Regions from separate parts of the Danio rerio genome. Here region 2 is linked to region 1. A link is a contact called in public Hi-C data. All regions are on one chromosome and are shown on one strand. Each heading gives the region's core, a stretch centred on a gene start, on an enhancer-like site or on the middle of the called end of the contact. The rest is flanking DNA. Distances are from core to core; before and after follow the strand shown. Region 1 has its middle 210 kb from the start of slc35b3. Region 2 holds the start of tfap2a (transcription factor AP-2 alpha).

The links. Hi-C and Micro-C count contacts between places; a contact is called where the count stands out from the background.
Region 2: a contact with region 1 is called in a Hi-C map of an unstated tissue, with 3 times the contacts expected there. The contact joins the promoter of tfap2a here to the enhancer-like site in region 1. A contact is called at or near these places in 1 of 18 Hi-C or Micro-C datasets (an unstated tissue) and 1 of 4 datasets of contacts at active chromatin or transcription factors (embryo).

What each region holds. Positions count from the first base shown.
Region 1 is chr24:8,630,778-8,634,859 of GRCz12tu, forward strand. No RefSeq gene overlaps it. Among named protein-coding and RNA genes, the nearest start is that of slc35b3, 210 kb to the left of the region's middle. Within about 2 kb of position 2,279, at least 5 of the 62 cell types and tissues checked have an H3K27ac peak or open chromatin away from gene starts, as enhancers often do.
Region 2 is chr24:9,078,403-9,082,484 of GRCz12tu, forward strand. tfap2a (transcription factor AP-2 alpha) reads right to left here and starts at 2,280. Exons shown (of 7, transcript NM_001319158.1): 1 at 2,191-2,280. The coding sequence starts at 2,253. It also overlaps a transcript of tmem14ca not described here.

The DNA of each region.
Region 1 (4,082 bases), core at 1,029-3,528:
TCATCCCTCCACATATAATAATAATAATAATAATAATTATAATGGCAGCATGGTGGCTCAATGGTTAGCACTGTCGCCTCACAGCAAGAAGGTCGCAGGTTCGAGTCCTGTCTGGGCCAGTTTGCATGTTCTCCTGGTGTTTGCGAGGGGTTCCTCCGGGTGCTCCGGTTTCCCCCAGTCTAAAGACATGAGCAAAAGGTGAATTGAATAAACTAAATTGGTCGAAGTGCATGTGTGTGAATTAAGCGTGTATGGGTGTTTCCCAGTGTTGGGTTGCAGCTGGAAAGGCAACCGCTGTGTAAAACATATGCTGGATAAGTTAGTGATTAATTCCACTGTGGCAACCTTAGATAAATAAAGAGACAAGGCCATTCATTTTTTTAGATTATTTTGATTTATTGAATAGACACAATAATTTTTTTCTTAGTAAAAGGACAGACTATTTATCTATTAATATATAGTTATTATTTAGAATCTTTGACTACCAATAAAAGTTCATAATAACTTAGCATGAAATGAGCATATTAGAATGATTTTTGAAGCATCATTTGACACCAAAATTTTGAACAAACGACAGCTGAAATTTCACACACATTTGCTCTGATTTTTGAATAATTTAAAGAAGAGAAAATATTAATTAAATCCAACTTAATTAAAATAAGCATTTTCAAATTTACAATCAGTTTCTGTTACACCAATCAATAATTAAACCAATAATTTTGGTTAAAATTTGCTAATTATTTTAAGTACTATTCGCAGTTACTTATTTTAAATGACTTATTTTAAATAAGCCAATTTAATTAATTGATACTCAATCCATATTTGTTGAATTAATTAATAATATTGCTTGTAATTTGTTCCCTCAATTTTATTAGGTAGATATAGGGTATTATTTTTTACAGTGTGTCTCTCCGTTAAACAATACTTGGGAATTAATATTAAAAGAATGAACATTTTACCCAAGGCTAATCATTTTGAGTTTAACTGTACTCTGAAAAAAAATGTTTCATTGGATTTACTATTTTTTAGGGTACTGTATGGGCTTGTAAACAATTTATTTAGGCTGAATTAAACAAACTACACTGAAAAAAAAAATGTTGTGTGCAAAACTGTTGCAAGCAAATTATCTGTGTTGAATTTCAACAAACAAATTACAATTTAATAATGTTCAACTTTGTTTGTTTAAATTCAGCCCAAATAATTTTTTTACAACCACTTAACGTAAAAAACAAAAGTAAATCCAAAGAATCATCTTTGAATAATTTTTTTTCAGAGTAATTAATTTAAACATTAGTAAATTTAATGTGTTTGTTTAAATTCAGCCCATATAAATTGTTCGCACCAAGTTTGCAAAAATCGTTTCATTTTGTCAGTGTATTTGTTGGAACAACTCTTTAACATTCATGCATGAAATATTACTAATACAAACAGGGCTGCATGTCACACAAAAGATGTTTTGAAGTAGAAATGTTGACACACTTCTTTTGTCCTGAATCTTTCCGTCTGACCGACCCAGTGCATCTTATCACTCGCTCCCTCAAAGACTGGACGCGTGAAGCGATGGCGAGCATACGTTTGAATAATGTCTTCAGTCCACTGAGCAGATCAGAACATGCTGTGATCATGAAATCATTTATGAAGGGGAAGAAAAAAAAAACGTACACAGAACTCAAGTGTAAATGAGCCTTTGCATTTCACAGTGTAAAAAAAAAAAATCTCTCAAAGCATTCGCACAGGCTTTTCAAAAAAACATCCATTAGTGTGCAACATTACCCTGGTGACATCAGCCAGGTTTGGCAGCCATTGTCAACACAGTATACTGTCCGCAGGGATGTATGTGTCTGTTATTCACATCAGAGACGAACATATAACTCGACTTCCCTCTGTACATTCAAAGTCTGAAAAGAAGAAAAACGAGAAGACAAAAAGGTGATGGGCAGAAGGAGACAGCTAGTCTCTGTGGTCACAAGTGAAACAATTATACGCAGGGCTAAAAAAATGTGCTCTTTTGTGTGGTTGGCCGATCTCGAGTGTAGTGATTCGGGCTAATCTCACCCAGCACCCTACACCGTGAGAGATTCATCCCAAAAGCCTCGCGCTCACGCATAAATGTGATATGGAGATATTCTGACATAATGAAGGTCTCGGGTCTGACACTCCATCATTGCTGATCATGAGACATTTCATGGTGGAGTCACGTGACTGACATGGCTGCTACTCATAGGCTAGCAAGGCAAATGCCTGGGATTCTTCTCTGAGCCGGGCTTATTATAATGAACTCCTGCTAGACTCTCGTGATCCTTCGGTCAACACTGTGAGCAGGGGCTCCTATCACCCGTTTAACCTGCTGTAGAGCTCTCTGTTTGCTGAAGTATATTATTAGCATCAATAACACTTGTGATCCTGGTTGAGGCCGGACAAAGGCCTTCATTCAAAGCCCCCAGAAAGCACCAATTTACTAAATTACCAAAAATCACCCCCAAGTGTTTGTGTTCCTTCTGAGGGTTATCTTTCGTTTGTTCAGCCCCGTTATTTGACTACAACTGAAAAACATTTGCGCAGTGATAACCATCTGACCGATAGTTATGTATATCAGATTGGATCTGAGGGTTTGTTGAATGTCGTGCATTAACAGAGAGAGAGAGGGAGAGAGAAAGAAAGAAAGAGAGAGTGCGATGCTACTGTGGTTTTGGACAGAGAGCTCTTGATGGACAAAATAAGACTTCGATGATCCCAGGGAATGTTCGGAATTGTAAAATAAAATAAAATAAAATAAAATAAAATAAAATAAAATAAAATAAAATAAAATAAATGAATAAATAAATAAATAAATAAATAAATAAATAAATAAAATAAAAAATAATAAATAAATAAATAAATAAATAAATAAATAAATAAATAACATAAAATAAAATAAAATAAAACAAAACAAAATAAAATAAAATAAAATAACAAAACATAACATAACATATAAAACAAAAAAAGAAAAAACAATAAATAAACAAATAAATATAAATAAATAAAATATGAATATGAATATGAATAAATAATAATAATAATAATAAGTACAAATGATTTACAGATTATTAGCCCTTTTAAGCTAAGTTTTTCGATATTCTACAGAACAAACCATTCTTATACAGTAACTTGCCTAATTATCCTATCCTGCCTAATTAATCTAGTTAAGTGTTCAAATATCACTTTAATCTCTATAGAAGTGTCTTGAAAAATATCTACTCAAATATTATTTACTTTCATCATGGCAAAGATAAAATAAATCAGTTATTAGAAATGTTATTCAATTAACACAGATTACCTATTGCATTACTTTTAACAAGTTTACAAATCAGCATGAAAACTATATATATATATATATATATATATATATATATATATATATATATATATATATATATATATATATATAGTTGTTGTTTTATTAGTTTGGTACTTTGCATTGGCATATATTTTTGTTGTTTATATTGCTTTTGCTTCTCCTTTGGACTTGTACACTCATGCCAAAATGAGTACCCCAATGTAGGCTTTTTAATCAATCACATACAAGTTTTTGCAGTTGTCCCCATAGACCCTCCTCCTCTCTACATTTGTCATTTCATATATATAATGTTCAACTGATGGTGTAAGGAAAAGCTGAAATGCTGATTTTATGTCTTGAACATAAGGGATAGCATATCTTGTGGGCCCTAGAACCATTTTGATGACGTTAGCAGCACCAAGGCCAATCCCAATTCTATTTTTGTACCCTACCCCTTCCCCTTAGCCCTTGCAACCTAGGGTTAAGAGGAAGGACTTCAAAGTGTATGGCTATCAAAGGCTAACTAGCGAATAATTCTCATCTGTATGTATATACAGTTGATTTTATTTTTATTTTTTACTTTAGAAACTAAAGTAGTTTATGACACACAGACTAGAGGAGAAATACAGTGAAATACTTGAATAGTGTTATATGAATTACAAGCTTTCTTTGAATACCTATCATGCAATAAAGTTAAAGGACTGGGACTGGCCATTGTGTTATAGAAATGTTCAAATTCATTACTGTTGTAGAACAGATTGTTTTA
Region 2 (4,082 bases), core at 1,030-3,529, 450 kb after region 1:
AAAACACGTTTTACTGGCTTCGCCACTCCGCAAACTACTCCCATATAACTGCATTCACCACAAACACAACATAGAGAGGGGAAAGACATGAAGAAGAAAAGGAAAAAAACGAATACACTTTAAATGTAATTTGACTACTACTGAAATGCACGCGTGATTGATGATAATGTGTTTTTGACAGTGAACAAACTTATCAAATTTACGTTTGTAAATGTAAATTTATAATGTACATTTACAAACGTAAATTTGGTAAGTTTGTCAAAAATTATTATTATTATTATTATTATTATTATTATACAGAATTTTAGGCAATTTATGTTCAACGTGTATTTATTATTATCCTTATCCTAATTTTTGTTGTTATTATTATTATCATCATCATCATTATTATATTATTATTATTATTATTATTATAATTATTATTATTTTTATTATTATTATTATTATTATTATGCTGGAAACAATTAAGCTATGTGCTATGGATCATGCCGTTTTAATCACTTATCACAAAATTGCATTTATCACTTCTTACTCTAAATTAAATAGCAGCAAAACAGCAACTCAGTAAAATAAAACAAACTGAACAAGAAAAGTTAAACCGTTCCAAAATTAAATAAATATCATGCAACATTTTGTATCAAAAGCCTGGTTAAGCCGCTTACCTCGAAGTCTTCATATTTAATATTATCAGTTAATTTCCAAAGCATTTTCATTGGTTGTGGATAGAGTGCAGTGCGCCTTCGCTTGAGTTTGACACAGTGCATACAAGGCTCGAGCTGCGCGCTCAGATCTCCCTCTAATGGTGGAAGAGAGAGACTCGATCGCTACTGTAATAACCCTCATTAGCATATCAAGAGAGCAAAGCCAATGAATATACACAGGTAGAAACTGCAACGAGAATTCCAGCAAGAATACCTTCACTGCGTTTCATTTGTATTTCAAAAGGGAACGGTAAATTACAGGGGCTAATATAAGTGGTGAATGAGAGCTTCTCCTGTTTATTTGAATTAATCATCCAGTTGGGATAATTCATGCACTTGAACCATGAACAAATAATCTTTCAAACAGTATTCATAAATTTCGAATTTAGGCTACACCTCACGAGCAGTTTGTAAAATAGGCTGTTTATTAAACAACACGCTTTTGTTGCATTTTCTTGATTCGGTTGGCCAAAATAAAATTGCGCCCAGTCTGGCAACTGTAAAATGTTGTTTTAGTCCTACAGTGAACGTTTGCCTGTAAAATACTCGCAATAATGTTATGCTAAAAGTCGATTCTTCAGTAAGCATACATCTATTTACAACGTGTAACGGCGCAATTTGATAAATGTAAATAATTAACACAACAACATGGCTTGTTAAATGTGAATGAGGTCAGAAGACAGGTCGCCGAGTCTAAGGCGTTGTCTTTCCATTACCTCCATTACCATTTTTGGTGGGGTGAGTCCAGTTGTCATTAATGAGAGGCCGAAAGAAACTAAGACACAATGATGATTAGGAGAGGCAGAGAAACGCGCAGTAGATATGAATGGGGTGTGCTGCTTTGTTGTTCGCTGCTTATTGATTGGGGGTCCGCATCGCTGAAACCAGTCGCACAAAAGAAAATTAAGAACTAGTCTGCATTCCTAAAACTTTGTCGCAATTTTCATAATGAGAAAATTGTATACTCGTGTGACAAAAATCTAAAATCCCTTGTGTTATTTTTTACTCTGGACCACAATACTTAAGGACAGTGCACAGGGACGCAGTGCACAGTAAAACAGTGTGATAACAAACGTAGAGAGAAAATAGTAATATAGTTTTTCCCATTTATCCTGCCATAGAAAAATGTATACGAAGGCCTGCAAAGACCGAACAATAAAAAAACAGCAAATAGACTAAAATAAAATAATTAAAGCAGAAAGTAAAATAGCCTAAATAAGTAGGCATATTCATGTTCTAACAGCAAAGTTGCCCTTTTCTGACTACATAAAGAGTGTTTTTTTAAAGAGAAATCTGATCATTTTCCTCACCCCTTTCTTCACTCAGTCTCTAACGGAGATCTAGGGTGATACAGTTTTAGCTCGTAGCTTTTTATTTAAAGGCTTTTAATCATTAACTGTTATATATATAAAACGTTCATCAGAAAAGGTTTAATACTCATTAAAAGTAAAAGCAGCATCACCCTCATATCTTAAGGAAGAGAACGTACCTGCCAGTCTCCCATTTTGCCCATTAGTGACATTCTTGTCTCTTCTTTCTGAATGTGGTACATGACACAATATCATTGGGTCTTGTGTCCTTAAGCAAAATTCCACTTTACCTGAACAAAATCTACTCACCTGGCAATAAAAACAGAGAACCACCTCACGGCGCATGCGCTCTACTATGGGCACGTGTACGACAACGACACCTGAAAAAGGTAAAAGTTGAGATTCCTGCTTCAAGAGCAGGAGCAGTGTGACATTTCCCACTTTTTGTTTTAATTTTGACAATGTTAAAATATTTGCATATTATATAATTTTGCGTCATGAGACAGTTATCCCTAAACAAATGTTTGTTTAATCATTTTCACTTGATTAACATTCACTTTTATTAAGTCATACTGGTATTTCTTCCTGTCATTTTGATCATCGAAAGAGTTATTGAGTGAAATCTAAATAAACACTCTAACCACCGTGTCGGTCTGGGAATATATCAACTTTTTATCAACGGCTTAAAAAATTAGATATTCTGGTGTGCTGCAAGCGTGCAATATGGGTACCCCTGTCGCTTTGTTACATCATTTAACTGTATAAATTATTAACACATGTTAATGTAAGTAGAGTTGTAGAATTACAAATTAACCTAAGTGGAAGCGATAAATTAATTTCAGAAAGCGGCATTAAACTATATGCGCAAAAATGCATAGACAACATCAGTCTGATATCAAATTTGTATTCAGTGTTGTCATTCTAATGTTTTTAAAAATATATTTTTTTTATTACGGCACAACTTAAAGGTCTAGAAATGCTATAACAGGCTAGAATGTAGAATTTAAACGGACAATTGATTCTTATCGTTGTTGCTTGCTAATATATATATATATATATATATATATATATATATATATATATATATATATATATATATATATATATATATATATATATATATATATATATATATAATTAATATTATTATTATTATTATCGTTGTATATTGCTGATACATAGCCGAGCAAAACATCAGCTTGTGTCTGATTAAATGTCTCCGAAAAAGCACCATTATAATCCAGCTCCATTAAAAATTGGCAAAATCAACAAAATTATAAAGTTCTAGCTTACATCAGTATTAACTATTGCAAATGTAAGTACAATCAAAGCAGGTTTTCTTTGCATGACAGGCCAGCAGTGAAATATAAAATAGCCTACTCTTTTAGTCTGCACATTTTATGAAATAGTGTTAGTTCAGAGATCAAGAAAACGGGTTCTCTCTTAAGTCATCTAACGTTCTCTTGGGCCCTCTATTGGACAATGTTAGAAGTAGAATGTTTCTCTATCACATTTCCATTGACAAATCCCAAGGGATGCCTTTATTATCGCATTTTGCTTTCTTTACTGAGGCTGAACGACAGCCTGACATATTTCTAATGTGCTTAAATGTAAGCCTGTTTAGATTCTGATCATAGTTTAGACTAGCCTACTTTTTTAACGAGTAGGTACATGAATGAATAAATAAAAAAAATAAAATAAAAAAATAAAATAAATAGATAAATATATGCCTGACCCACAGAAACACATCATATTACTTAATGTGACAGTTTAACTAGTTTAGAATCGAGAGATCTGTCGTTCGTAACCATGTTGAACGACTGCAGAGACCCGCAACAAAAGACAAACGTTTCTCATTTAATCATCTGGCACCATCTAGTGTACATTTAAAAAAAAAGTATAAGGGGTAGAAGATTAAGCTGAAACAATTTTTAAAAAGAGAAAAAAACTTTTAGGCGCATGGCTGGAAGAAAACAGTCATTATTATATAATATCTGCTAATATCTGTTGTATCTGCGTACGTTTAGCTTTAAGAAGCCTTGTTAAATAAATCGGCAGTTTAATTTTTTTC